Linked DNA regions of Mus musculus: all the other regions are linked to region 3. Evidence: chromatin contacts called from public HiChIP or PLAC-seq and promoter capture Hi-C data. All regions are on one chromosome and are shown on one strand. The core of a region is the stretch at or near the end of the contact, and the rest is flanking DNA. Distances in the headings are between cores, read along the strand shown.

The links. Promoter capture Hi-C pulls out the DNA fragments that hold promoters and counts their contacts. HiChIP or PLAC-seq counts read pairs in DNA pulled down with a chosen protein or histone mark.
Region 1: a contact with region 3 is called in a promoter capture Hi-C map of liver. The contact joins the enhancer-like site here to the promoter of Ldah in region 3. A contact is called at or near these places in 8 of 39 promoter capture datasets (the 3T3-L1 cell line, 3T3-L1-derived adipocytes, cranial neural crest and 4 more), 4 of 484 Hi-C or Micro-C datasets (the AML12 cell line, the AtT-20 cell line, liver and 1 more), 4 of 115 datasets of contacts at active chromatin or transcription factors (bone marrow-derived macrophages, embryonic stem cells, epiblast stem cells and 1 more) and 2 of 9 other capture datasets (liver and pancreatic islet).
Region 2: an H3K27ac HiChIP or PLAC-seq map of embryonic fibroblasts shows a contact between it and region 3, with 12 read pairs. The contact joins the enhancer-like site here to the promoter of Ldah in region 3. A contact is called at or near these places in 6 of 39 promoter capture datasets (the 3T3-L1 cell line, 3T3-L1-derived adipocytes, cranial neural crest and 2 more), 4 of 484 Hi-C or Micro-C datasets (cochlea, cortical neurons, nephron progenitors and 1 more), 7 of 115 datasets of contacts at active chromatin or transcription factors (embryonic fibroblasts, embryonic stem cells, pancreatic cancer cells and 2 more) and 3 of 9 other capture datasets (adipose tissue, embryonic stem cells and pancreatic islet).
Region 4: a promoter capture Hi-C map of liver shows a contact between it and region 3. The contact joins the promoter of Apob here to the promoter of Ldah in region 3. A contact is called at or near these places in 4 of 39 promoter capture datasets (embryonic stem cells, liver and neural stem cells), 1 of 484 Hi-C or Micro-C datasets (megakaryocyte progenitors), 2 of 115 datasets of contacts at active chromatin or transcription factors (embryonic stem cells and stem cell-derived neural progenitor cells) and 1 of 9 other capture datasets (adipose tissue).

What each region holds. Positions count from the first base shown.
Region 1 is chr12:8,036,528-8,039,737 of GRCm38.p6, reverse strand. No RefSeq gene overlaps it. Among named protein-coding and RNA genes, the nearest start is that of Apob, 60 kb to the right of the region's middle. Within about 2 kb of position 1,502, at least 2 of the 459 cell types and tissues checked have an H3K27ac peak or open chromatin away from gene starts, as enhancers often do. A contact at or near this core is called in liver, where this site is marked.
Region 2 is chr12:8,068,686-8,072,252 of GRCm38.p6, reverse strand. The region is part of intron 2 of Gm33037 (a long non-coding RNA gene); the gene reads left to right. Among named protein-coding and RNA genes, the nearest start is that of Apob, 93 kb to the right of the region's middle. Within about 2 kb of position 1,287, at least 36 of the 459 cell types and tissues checked have an H3K27ac peak or open chromatin away from gene starts, as enhancers often do. A contact at or near this core is called in adipose tissue, embryonic fibroblasts and pancreatic cancer cells, where this site is marked.
Region 3 is chr12:8,206,642-8,210,211 of GRCm38.p6, reverse strand. It overlaps Ldah (lipid droplet associated hydrolase), which reads right to left and starts at 2,086. Exons shown (of 7, transcript NM_001364261.1): 1 at 2,008-2,086. It overlaps Gm33037 (a long non-coding RNA gene), which reads left to right and starts at 2,079. Exons shown (of 4, transcript XR_381233.4): 1 at 2,079-2,184.
Region 4 is chr12:7,975,867-7,979,045 of GRCm38.p6, reverse strand. Apob (apolipoprotein B) reads right to left here and starts at 1,369. Exons shown (of 29, transcript NM_009693.2): 1 at 1,186-1,369; 2 at 795-833. The coding sequence starts at 1,267.

The DNA of each region.
Region 1 (3,210 bases), core at 253-2,752, 170 kb after region 3:
CGTTTCATACATTTGGAGAACCATTGCATGGATGCCAGATTTTGAGAGCCTCATTATTGATAGACTCACACCAAAGTCGGGATAACATCTATATACCTCAACTAGAAGAGACAATTGTATTCACAGCTTTTGGTTGTTCCTGAAGTAGCTTTGGCCATAGGGTTATGTCCCCATATCCTACAGTAATATCATGGCTCTTAGCCTCTGTGACTTCTGCAACCAGGTATTTGGGTACTAGGACCACATGAATCTCTTCCTGTTTGAATTATTTGTCAGAGAACTTTCCAGAGACATGTGATCTCAGAGGCAAAACCATAGCTTAGAGTTCATAGGAAGAATTGTAGTGCCTTTCATGATTCTAGGATTGGAAACCATTGTGACCTCCTCTTGGTGAAGGATTTGCTCTCCTGCATGGTCCCTGGTAGGATGTCTTCAGAATGTCTGACTCTAGCAAGCTACCCCTGACACAGAATCCTTCCTATGCAAAGAACTCAAGGAACTGTGCAAATCAACCCTGAGCACAAATGGGGGACAACTTCAGATCCCCATCTCATACTCCAGCCAATGTCACCCAGTGGTAAAGGACAGGTGCAAAAGGGGAAATGGAGAGTCCTCCCAGAGTCTGCTGATGGAAAAAGGCACACAGGGCTGCCTCTGTTATATTTCAGCAAGAACAGTCCAAAGAGTAGGAAAGGCTCTCGGGGGTTGGGGGTGGGGAGCTGTAGAGTTGTCTCCCTGGAGGAACAGACTAAACCAAGCAGAGTTTTATGACATGCTAAACGACAACGTTGCTACCCTAGCCAAAGGACAATGCCAAGGCTCATCTTGGTTCCCTCTACTCAAGGTTCCTTATACTCACAGGGAAGGCTCAGGAGATGTACAGAAGAGCAGCCCACCCAGGCACTCTTGGCTCATCTCTAGGATGCACAGCAGTCTTTGTAAAACATTTCACTTAGTGAAGATGCTGGGGCAACATGTCAGATTTCATGCAGGCCCCCTCTCCTCCCATCCCGTGTGCACCTCAGCAGTGGGGATTTGGTTGTTAGAGTCTGGCTTGCCCAGTGCAGTTCTTGGCCTGGCAGAGGTTTGGTCTCCAGTCCAGAGTCCTCTGAGTGCTTTTTGTCTCTTCTAGTTGAGGTGTGGTTACCAGTTTAGGGTTCAGTGTGTGAGTTCTGTGCAGGGCACTCTAGGTCAGATAACAGGGCTTTCTATTGGCTTTCCTTCTCAAGGATCAGTCATTTGGCTATGGTTGCTCCGTCATGTCCACTTGTAGGGATCATGTATTATAGCCTTGCTTTCTAGAGACTGGGCAAGAGGGTGTTGGGGAGCAGAAAGAATTTCAGGAGTAGAGGCTTACAGTGAGCTTCATGGGGGGTGTGTAATGGTTAATTTCGACTTTCACTTAATTTTTATTATTAACTTGATTGGATCAATAAACACCTAGGGAACTGAGTATGCTGGCACATGGCTGGAGTCCCAGTACTCAGGAGGCAAAAGGGGAAGATTGCCACAATTCTGAGGCCAGCCTCATACCAGGTCATAGACCAGAAAGGCTACATAGTGAGACCCAGTCTCAAAGAAGAAGAAGAAATAAGATCAATTAATTAATTAAAAAACACCTTGGGGTTCAATAAGGTATATGACTTAGTTAGGGTTTTACTGCTGTGAACAGACACCATGACCAAGGCAAGTCTTATAAAAACATTTAATTGGGGCTGGCTTACAGGTTTAGAGATTCAGTCCATTATCATCAAGGTGGGAGCATGACAGTATCCAGGCAGGCATGGCACAGGCCGAGCTGAGAGTTCTACATCTTCATCCAAAGGCTGCTAGTGGAAGACTGTCTTCCAGGCACTTAGGGTGAGAGTATTAAGCCCACACCCACAGTGACACATCTACTCCAACCAGGTCACACCTATTCCAACAAGGCCACACCTCCAAATGGTGCCATTCCCTGGTCCAAGAATATACAAACCATCACAGTATATCTTTGAGTATATTGGTAAGGATATCCTGGAAGTTCTAACTGAGCAGAAAGGATGTAGGTGACACAATCACACAGGCCAGTTTGGGGCTTTATAGTAAAGGCAACAGAGAAAACCAGGAAACAGCAGCGTTTGTTTCTCCCTGCTTCCTGACTAAGGACGTAATCTGACCAGTATCTCACGTTCCTGCCACCATGCTTTCTATGATATGATGGGCTGTATTCCCTCAGCCTAAGAGCTTTTAGAAACAAATCTTTCTTCCAAAGTTGCTTCTTATATTTGGTCACAAGAAAGTAACTAATATTTGCTGTTTTTAACTACTTGAAAGAAGTACCAAGGGAGAGATTGAGCTAGAGTTGGGTACTAGTGGGGTGATGGTGTGTGTGTGTGTGTTTGTGTGTGTGTGTGTGTAAGTTGTATTTAAACGTAAGCATTTGCACATTTTTTTGTGTCCTATTCACACAGGGCAGGTGCCAATGTGACATGCGCACCTCCATGTCCGTGTTTCTGCGTTGGTTATCATGTCAAGAGGTGATGCTTAGGGTATTTAACAGTTAGCCTCCCAGGAGCACTTACCAATCAGAGCAGACACTGTAAGTAACCCAGCATCCCCCAGAGACATGGGTAGCTTATAAGGTCCATGGAAGTGGTCAGCTTAGGGAATACAGGACAGCAGTTAAAATATTTCAATATTTTGATAGTAGGAGACCCTCTTTGTACTAAACAGGGATTCTGAAGTTACCACAGATAAACTTGGGCAAGAAATTTGGAAAGTTTGTTCTGGCTAAGGTGGGTCTGGTTGGAGTGACTATACATTCATGTTTGTAGGCTGGTGAAAGATGAGGCAAGATGACTCTCATGCCGTGTGTTCAGCACTGAAGTGGCTAACGTTACTGATGCCATCCATGGTCATTGTGAAAACAACACAGCATGTTTTCCATGCATAGTTGTGGAGATAATGCAGATCAAGCCTATAAGCCCAGTTTGCTGTAAACAAGTCACCAAAGCAAAGCTATTTAACACCCCAAGCCTCAGTTTTCCCATCTGCACAATACAGATCACAGTGTGTCCCTATTGATTTATTGTGGTGTCATAGACACTGGGCATACCAGATGATCTATACATGAGTCCTGTTACCGTTCTTATGATGACGTTGGTATGTTGGAACCCTCTGCAGTTGGCTGGAACCTGAAAACCTTTATAGATCATTGGGTCAAATCTGTCA
Region 2 (3,567 bases), core at 38-2,537, 140 kb after region 3:
GCCTTGCAACTATCCGTCTTGTGGTCACAATTTACATAGGCAATTCTAATTCTTCTGTATAATTAATGACTCATATGTTATATCCTGGAGCCACATGGAAAGGTTTTTCGGGTTACCTGCTGTTCTGTATTATCCATGCTTAAATCTTACACTAATGCATGTGATTAAGAGTTACTTCTGCTTTGTCAGTTGAACCAAATTGAGAGGGTAGGAGGGAAATGTTAGCTCCACATTGCACATTGACGGGTGTGGATGTGTGTGTGTGTGTGTGTGTGTGTGTGTGTGTGTGTGTGTGTGTCTGTCTGTCTGTCTCTGTCTGTCTGTGTGTGTGTGTGTGTCTGTTTGACTCTGTCTCTGCATATGTGTGTGTGTATATGTGTCTGTCTGTTTGTCTGTCTGTCTGTCTGTCTGTCTCTGTCTCTGTCTCTGTCTCTGTGTGTGTGTGTTATTGTGATACCACTGGGGCCAAGGAGGTCAGGATGGTAAGGACTGGTTCTGAGAGGGATCTATGCATTTAAAATATTTTATCTGCGAAGTTATTGGTATTTGGGTAAACTGCAGAGAAAACTTTTGTCCATATGGGAAAAATATTTGAGAGAGGCTTTTTTTAATTGCCCTGGGGCCCATCAGCTCTGTAGCCAGCAGGTTTGAGTGGAGTTTTTCCTGCAGTGAAGCTGTTAGCACACTGTCAGTTCAGGACAATCAGGACCAGTCTCAGCCTTCTGCGGTAGAAGCAGGAACCACGAAGGAATTGCTTTATGTGACACTGACTACTGGATAGACCTGCTTAAAGCCTGTCAATCAAAGACATCTCTTCAGAACTGGATCAAGGGAGGTCAAGGCGAAAGAATGTTTTAGGATTTTCTCTGTTAAAGAGGGTTGGCCGTGCCTAGGGCCAAGTGTGCAGTGGTAGAGGAAACTGAGAATTTTATGGTGTCTTCTGCCTTGCTGCTCTGGGTTCAAGCCTGTTTCAGCTCTACATATTTCCTGTGGGTTCTGTAGACTATCCAAGTCCTACTTTTCCTAACAGCCCATCTCTACTTAGATCTATCAGTGTTGACTTCTGTCTTATGTGACTAAGGGTCCTGAGAGGACTTCTCTCTCTTTATGGTCACTGTGACCCTTTCTGGAAAGCAAATAAACCGTCTCCCTGGTGGAGGGGAGAGAGGAAGCCTTTATTTTTGATCCCTGTTTGCCCATTTCCTTGGCATAAATACTTTCACCCACAGGCAATTATGAAATGCCAACTCCTTAACTCAGACCTTACAACATTCCTGAGCACGTATTCATTGGAAGCGATCCCAGACAGCTCCAGCACTGCCACTGCGTCTTGCAATCCGGAGGCTCAGCACAGGGCAAGAAGGGTGTTGCTGGAATATGACTTTTACAATTAAGGTTACACCTTTACAGAACGGATTGTATAGCATCCAGAGAGACAAGGTGAACAAAATCTAGTTGGTGAACATGGGAATTAGAGTTGAGGCCGGGGCCCAACACTGTGCAATAAATCACTGTGAGCCTCTTTCCTCTATGGGAAGGGGTATGTGTTAGCTTCTATGCTCTTTACACTTAACAGAAACAGCTTAGGGGAGGGAGACAGGATTTGTTTTGGCTCATGGTTTCAAACATTTCCCTCCATTCATCTATCCATCCATCTATTCTTGCTTGGTCTCCTGTACCTGAGCAGGATGCTATAGTCATGGGAGTGTATAGTGGAAAGAAGATACCTGCTGCATGACTAACCAGAAATAAGAGAGATGGAAATGCTTTTCCTTGCCTGCCTTTCTCCTTTCTTCTTTTATTTCTTCTGGACTCTAGCCTCTGAGATGGTATTGTCCACACTCAGGGAAGGTCTTCCCTGGAAGCAATCTCATAGACAAATCTAGGGCCATATGTTATCAGTCTCCTGGGTGACTTCAAATCTAGACAAGTTGACAATGAAAACTAATTATTACAGTTTTGACTATAAACCCTGATTATCTTTGTTTTGACTCTAAACCCTGATTATTAGGATGGCACCTGCCGTGGTAATGTCGTAAAGTCCTTCTGATAAGCAGGCCCTCTGTGTGAAAGCCACGGGAAGATAGTTCTGCAGGGAAAGCTGGAGCCGAGGGACCGATTCTCAGGGGAGCATCTCACAGTACACGCTTGGAAGCATTGGCGCAGGAAAGGTCTGCTGTGTGTCTGTGCAGTGTGCATGCTGTGGTGGAATTGGACCCTGGGGGCTTTCAGCTCTGTGTGGCTCCAGGCATGTGTCTTAGATTACTGGTCCTCAGCGGGTGAGCAGACAGCAAAACCCCGTGTTAGAGGACATGACAAGGATTTGAATGTTTAATAAGAAAAGGATGGTCAAAACATGCTACAAGAAATCCACAAAATGTCACTGGCATCAACTGTCTTGTTCCCTCTGGCGTGTGTTGACAGGGTTTTGTAAATAGTCTGATTAATCCATGGCCTCTTGTGACCTAGAAATTCACAATTGGGATTTGGTTTGTTCCCGGGACTTAACATGTTGGCCAGTCAAAGGGGGCACATGATGATTTCCTGGCCTTAACAACAGAAAAACCTTGAAAATAGCTTATGGGCTTCCAAGAGCCACTGGCATCCACACGCTAGCAAAGGTCACCCTCCTTGGAGGTCTGAGATACCTGGTATTCTATGACGTGTGGGGTTTCAGGCATTCTAGTTGGAGAGTCTATAATTAATTAGGACAGAGCAAGCATCAAGTGCCAAAGCGATGCCACCTGACCACTCAAGGGACTCAGATGTACCCTTCAACTTCTTTCTCTCCTTGGCCTCTAAAAGCATCCCATTGGTGTCAAACCATAAAGCACTAGGGGCAGGAATAGAGAGGTCTTCACCAGCAGCCTTTTGTGTATGAGCCCTGTTAGTCCAATCACTCTGAATTCAAAACAAAAGACTGTGTCTTAGCTCACTTTTGCTAGAACCACAAGGTGTCTCAGACTCTTGGTTCAGATTCATTCCTCACATGAGCCCCACTGACATCTATCAGTGAGTTCTAAAGGGTCAAAGGGCAGCTGATGCTATCTCAATCATCCCAAGCGGCTGAGTGAAGTCTGCCACCATTCTCTGTACCCAAGGCTCTCACAGGGACCCAAAGTGCAGATATTGAGAGAGAGAGAGAGGTCCGATCTCTGACAAACATGCTCACTTGCTCCCTGACTTGCTGCCTATTTCCCTGGAACCTTTGGCTGAGAACCACAAGTGTTCTGATGAGAGAGGCAAGCATGAGTTAGCAACTTTGGACTTGGCTTAGGCTATATATACCTTTCTCTTATACTCATGCACTTGGCAGGTCAAGAATCTTATGTGCAAGTACTGTGTGTATACAACAGTGTCCAAACAATGCACCCAGCAATCTGCCAGCAGCACCTGAAACAACTTGTATTGAGATGCACATATACCAGCTTTAAAAACTGGAAGTAAAGCCGGGCGTGGTGGCACACGCCTTTAATCCCAGCACTCAAGAGGCAGAGGCAGGTGGATTTCTGAGTTCAAGGCCAGCCTGGTCTACAAAGTGAGTTCCAGGACAGCCAGGGCTACACA
Region 3 (3,570 bases), core at 837-3,336:
ATGCCTATTTTTCTAGCACTGGGGAGGTAGGAGAAAGATCAGGAGTTCAAAGTCAGTATGGTTTATAGAAGATTTGTCTTAAAAAATAATACAAAACAAAAAACTCGATAAAGTGTAATGCTGATCACAAGAGACAGATTTGCAGAATCTCTCTGTCTGTCTGTCTGTCTGTCTGTCTCTCTCTCACTCACACACACACACACAATTTTAGACTAGTGCTGGGATTCTTCTACTCCAGACTATGACATCCTTGAATATCAGGTTAAGGAGTTGGGAAACCAGTAAGTAATTCTAGAATTATCTTCCAAGGAACATGCGCTGATAGCTGTTACAGTTTAAAAAAATAAAAGGTTCCGGGGGCTGGAGAGATGGCTCAGCGGTTAAGAGCACCAACTGCTCTTCCAAAGGTCCTGAGTTCAAATCTCAGCAACCACATGGTGGCTCACAACCATCTGTAATGAGATCTGATGCCCTCTTCTGGAGTGTCTGAAGATAGCTACAGTGTACTTACATATAGTAAATAAATAAATCTTTAAAAAAAAATAAATAAAAGGTTCCTAGAAAATACAAGGGATTTCATTTATTCTTGGTACATGACATACCACCATAAAACTTAATACCTGAAGATATGTTATATTCTCACAGATTGTGTGGGTTAGAAATTTATAGAGTACAGCACAGGCAGTTTTGGAACAATCCAAAGTAGAGTTAGCTAAGAAAAACTCAACAGCTGGCTTTGACTTGTTCACTGGGACAGGGGTCATCTGGAAGTACCTTTATTGATAAGCTTAACAATGAATGCTCTAAAACAAAAATAGGTTGAACACATAATCTTATATTTAATTCATATTTAATCTTTTCACATGGCCAATTTTAATAGGTTCTTGCAGTGCATGTAGGCTGCCTCCTGAGGTTGAGAACAAAGTTGCCTCACCTCTTAGGACCTCACCTCACTAGTCACATAGCATTAGCTCACAACACACTGATAAGCATATTGACCCTTTATGACACAGGCATACAATACAACGTTTCAGAAAAAGTGACCTGATATTTTGCCCATGATGATCTTAAAAGTCTCTCCTACTAACATTCCAACTTCTTCATCAAAGTAGTTTAGAAAAATGTTGAAGGCACCTGGAATGTAATAGTTTCCCAAAGTAAGAAAGAGCTTGATTAAAATATTCTTCTAAGAAGACAGCAAAGCCCAGAAAAATGTAAGAGCACACTAAAGGTCAGAAGCTACCATAAATATTATATAAGAAACAAGAGCAAGGAATTTAAAAGTAATAATTGAAAGAACAAAACTTATGGGGTGGATTATCAGCAGAGTAGTATCAACAAAGAACGAGATGAGAGAACGTGGATAGATCCACAAAATTTACAAACCTGAATTGGTGGGAAACAGTCTAAAAACTCAGCAGTAGCCCCGGGACTTGTACTACAATGACAAATGACCTAAAATTCATGCAACTAGAGTTTCAGAGAAGGCAATGTGGGGCTAAAACACACGTTTTAAGAAAGAGTATCTGGAAACTTCTCAAAATTGGGAAGGGCATAAATCTACAGATTCAAGAAGCTGAGCTTCTCAAGCTGGGGAAATGTATACTATACTATTAGAAGCCATGCATTTTGTAAAACTAAAATAAAAAAAAAAGTTAAAAGCAGTGAAACAACACATCATATGCAAGGGTAAAGGTAATTTTAATGTCAGCAGATTTCTCAGGAGAATCCACGAGGGACAGTGTCGACCACAGATGCCTGGGGAGCCCCAGCGCAGACTTGGATTTATTTCTAGAAGGCTGGCTGCCAGCGCATTGGCTTATCCTTACCCAGGGAGCCTCTGGCGACCTGGCCACAGGTCGGGCGAGTGTAGTGCCATCGCGTACCGCACGGCCTAGCGGCTGTGCACGCGGGGTGATGGCAGCTCAGTTATCCTAGCACCACCCCATGCGCAGCCCACGTGCCCTTCCTCAGACAAACCACACAGTACTGGCAGCATCACCTCACCTGCCCACTCACAAGGTATTGGGGTCGTCCGCCGACGTCTCGGCAAAGCCTCACCAGACCCGGAAGTTCCGCCTGTACTGACGTCACAGCGCCGCGCCGCGCCGGTCCCGGAAGTCGGGACCCGTAGAACGCTTTGCAAGGATCTCCCGTGTGAGAGTTTGGGTGGCAGCTTGATGGGTAGGTGGTTTATAGTCAGCGAGATTGCTGGGAGCAGCACATAGAGCGTTTCTAGCATACCACCTGAATTTTACCCGCTCTCTGTTCTTTGTCGTTTTGGTAAACGAGTTTTTCCTCTCTTTGGAGGTTCTTTCATTCCCCCCCCCCCCCCCATCTGCCCACTTTTCCTTTCTTCCACCACCAGTTGCTTTTCATTCCTGACTCATGATCACAGGAAAGTTGACTCTCAGCTGACCTTAGTGCTAGTATTCAACTTCATATAGTATTCAGTTTCATATTCAGGATAATGCGACCTTCCAGAGCTATTTCCAGCTTACTACAAACTTCAAGATAGTATCCTCAACACTTGGTACAATTGTAGGCAATCAGTGTATTTCTGTCCCCCAAAATACTGTCGCCAATATGGCAGTATTATAGCCAGAAGAAGCATGGAACTTAGAAAGAAAGAAAAAAAAAACCCATAGTAATTATCACACATGGAAAAGCTTTGCGCTTGTATCCAGCACCTCGGTGATAGTACCAACATCACTTATATTTTAACTTAAAAATCTTTTTGTATATTAGTAGCCTGGAGCCTATGGACGCTGGAAGAGGGCACTGGGTTCCCTGGGACCTGAACCACATAAGCCTATGGGTCACCATGTGGGTGCTGAGAATCAATCCTAAATCCTGTGGAAAAGGAGTTAGTGCTCATAACTACTGAACCAACATCCAACTAGCTGTGGAATGTAAACCGATAAATATCTTCATAACCCTTTTTTATCACTTCTACTTTCCACATCCAATAGGTAACATTTAATGAATATAGAAAAAGATATTCATTGTGTTAAGAGTTTTTCATGAACTAATTTTTAAACCCTTAGCATTTCAGTGTGGTCAGTATTAACAAGTGATCACTAGAGTTTGGAGATATAAATACATAAAAGTAAATGATTATGTTACGGTGACCATAGGATATGTACCAAGTGGTGTCAGTTTTATGTGTGTAAATTTCCTGCCAGTAATGCTGTTAAAGGACTACTGACATATCAAGGGCGTCTTTCTGGGTATCTGTTCCATCCTTCTTTCATCCATAGACTACATGACAGAATGCATTGGTGCAGGATTTCTTTTAATTCTTGGATATGCATCTACGATGTAGCATCTAGGTGATTTATGTTTCTGATTTCACTGAACCTGTGCCAGAAATAACTGAAGCAATTCAGACTTTATAGTTGGCCAGAGATTATTTCTGTTAACTGCAGTGTAAAATGAGGTGCGAAGAAACTGACTTTCCCACAGTTAGTTAGGAGAGCTAGGCTCAGGTTACTTGCAGCAGTTTCTGTATTCTTCATGTTTTCTCTGGGCCATCTACTTTTGGAATATACATGTTCTTACTAAGTTGTC
Region 4 (3,179 bases), core at 120-2,619, 230 kb after region 3:
TCCACGAAAGGGAGGGCCAAGCATCGATTAAATGGAACTGCAGAAATCCATGTGATGAGCCTTTGAAATTTTAAGTTATCAAAGGGACAGGGCTAAGTGTTTTCTCAGTTTGAAAATGCTATCGTGACTAGAACCTATGAAGTACCGGACACAAAGTTAGCTGTTAAGGCTGTCTGGTTGACTTCTAGAAACCCCCTCCATAAAAAGAAACTTCTGGCAGATTCCACTGTCCATGACAGGAATTTTTTGATTGTGAGAAAAATAACTGGTTAGGAACCCGGATGTAGTACTGCCATATGGCCACCAGATGGAGATGCTGCCCCATCAGAGGAGAGGCCAATCCTAGCGCTCTGCGGAGGAAGCTGGGTATTGCGGCAAAGCCTGATCCTCTGACCCCTAGGGTAGAGTAAATAGGAAGGGGTGGAGGGGTCTGGTGTTCTGCACAAAGGTTAAAGTCGGCATTTCTTCATCCTCACATACTCTGAATCAGTGATTAGTCATCGATAAACAGCACAGCAATGTCTCTCTACAGTGCCCACAGTCTCATCGCTACCCCACTTCAGAACCAAGTCTTGGTACAGACAAGAAAGGCAATACACAAAGAGCAGAGATCCTTTGTTGGAGGAGTCTGGGTGCACAGAGACTCAAAGTCTTCACTTGCAGGGGTCTGAGCAGTGCTTCCTAATCCGAGCAAGCAAACGGGTTCTACGTGGGAGGAACGGGGGCACAGGAGGGTGGATGGAGAGGAGCGTCAGGGTGAGAAGTACCAAGGCGGCCAGTGAAAAATGCCTTACTTGGACAGCTGAAGCTTAAGTTTTCCAGGACTTCATCTTCTGTAAGAGAAAAGGAGAACCTTGGCTTTCTTGTGTTTTCCAGTGGGTTCCATGGCCTGACAGGAGGGAGCCCTCACAACCTAAATTATCTTAGAGCTATCCAGAGCCTTCTTTCTAACTCCCCTGTACAGTGCCCTCACCCGGAACCCAGGAGCCTGCTAGATCTTGTTTTTTTCATCACCCCCCGCCCCCTCCCTAGGACCCTGCGGCTGCCTTCCCTCTCACCTAGCCCAAGCTACCTAATAGCCAGCCTGCCACCAGTTTCTACCCCAGGATGTAACTGGTGGTCTGTAGCACAGCCCAGCGCTCTGTCCCCACGCTGGCTTTCTCCCAGGCTTCCACCCTAACTCACGAGCCCAGACGCTGGTGTCCAAGAACAGTAGCAGGAACAGCAGCAGTAACGGCGTCCGCAGGGCAGGCTTTCGTGGGCCCATGGCGGATGGATGGTGGGGTGGCTTCCTGGCTGTGGCCTGGCCACGGGCCTAGCCCCTGCTGCTTGCTCTACAGGGTCTTCGGAGGCGGAGCTCAGGCAGGTACTTGATCCACTGCAGGCACTGATGAGACTGCCTGGCCCTTTGAAAAGTGCTCCATTTATAGGAGGAGCTGGCTTAAGGAGAATTGCCAAAGGTCCAAAGGGCACGGCCCGGGCCTGTTTGCTTTTCCATACAAGCGCATTTCTAGGTGGATAAGACTGGATCTGATGGTGGTCTCACTGCTGGTTCAAACGCCGCCACCTGGGGCTCCCCCCACCCCCGAACTTGTGTTTCTTTCCTCAGGGGGTCGCAGGTCGATAGTGGACTTATTATCCCGTCAGCATGCCCTGACTTTCTCCAGGAGACCACCAACCATAGGGATGATGTCATACCCTGTACCCCGCTCCTGCTCTGACTCCGGAGCCCTTTGGAAAAATGTTCTTTACGCACTGGTGGGGGCTTCTTCCTAAGCTCCTTCCCATTTTGGTGGACTTTGGTTTTGAATAAACAATCCTGTCCTAACTAATTTAGCAAGGTGGGAAGAGAAAGGGGGAAGTCTGGTGTGTGCTTGGGTTTGGTGTCCAAGTCTCACAGAAAACTAGTGAAGAGGGGGGCCCAGAGATGATCAGCTCCCGGGGTCCACTGTGGGCAGCGCCAGTCATGGAAGAAAGCTGGTGGGGTGGAATTGTGATGGTCTGGAAGGCGAATGTCTGTGATGGGCTGTGTGGTCTTAGCACCTCCAGTCTAGTGGCGAGGCAATCTGCCCCACAGACAGGGAGCTTTGGGTGAGCAGGGCATGGCGAACATCACTCTGTATGGGTGTTTGGAGCCAGAGGAGTGGAAATGGGTCGTAGCCTAGGGACAAAAGTCGTTAGAGTATGTCAGGTGTGTGTGTGTGTGTGTGTGTGTGTGTGTGTGCGTGTATATATAGGTTCATGGGCATGCACGCATAGAAATGCATGAACCTGTGTACATGCATACAGAGGCCATAAGCCAACTTTGAGTGTTTTTTTTTTTTTTTTTTTTTTTTAAAGATTTATTTATTATATGTGAACACAATGTAGCTGTCTTCAGACACACCAGAAGAGGGCATCAGATCTTATTATAGATGGTTGTGAGCCACCATGTGGTTGCTGGGATTTGAACTCAGGACCTTCGGAAGAGTAGTCAGTGCTCTTAACCACTGAGCCATCTCTCCAGCCCTTGAGTGATTTTCAAAATCACTCTTTACCTTAGCTTTTGAGGCACTGATCCTGGAACTCGCTAACTAGCTTGACTTGACCAGCTGCAGCAAGCTCCAAGGACTGTGTGTCCAAGTCCTCAGCCCTGGGGCTCCAAGAGTATGCTGTGTCTGTCTTTATCCAGTGAGCGCTGTACTCAGGTCCTCTTGGTCATAGGGCAAGCACTTTCTGTCCAGGACCTACAGTGTGGCACTTCTGCTTGATTCATGTGGCAAGCTTCTTTTGGAATCGTTCAAATGTTCTGATGAGTCTCCCCGATGCTTCTAGAGCATCGGCTATGGACCCATAGAGCAGCAGACACAGCCTCCCTTGAGCAAACACACCCTCCCATTTTCTCAGAAGAGACTCATCATCACATTTAGTCACTCTCTGTGCCTGACTCTTCATATCTGTCCTCACTGAGATGGTGACTGTAGCTACAAATTCCCCATGGGCAGCTAAACTCCCTTTAGTGGTTTGCTGCTTTGGGTTGTGCATGCCCATGTCCAAAGGTGGTCATTTTAGGGGTCTCACCTGAAGGCTAGCCAAGACCCACAGCACTAAAGGACGGGTAAAGTTATTACTCGGAAGCCTCTTTTCTCTGAGCACGGAACTAACACTGTTAGTGTTTGGAAATGGTTCTGCTTCCCCGC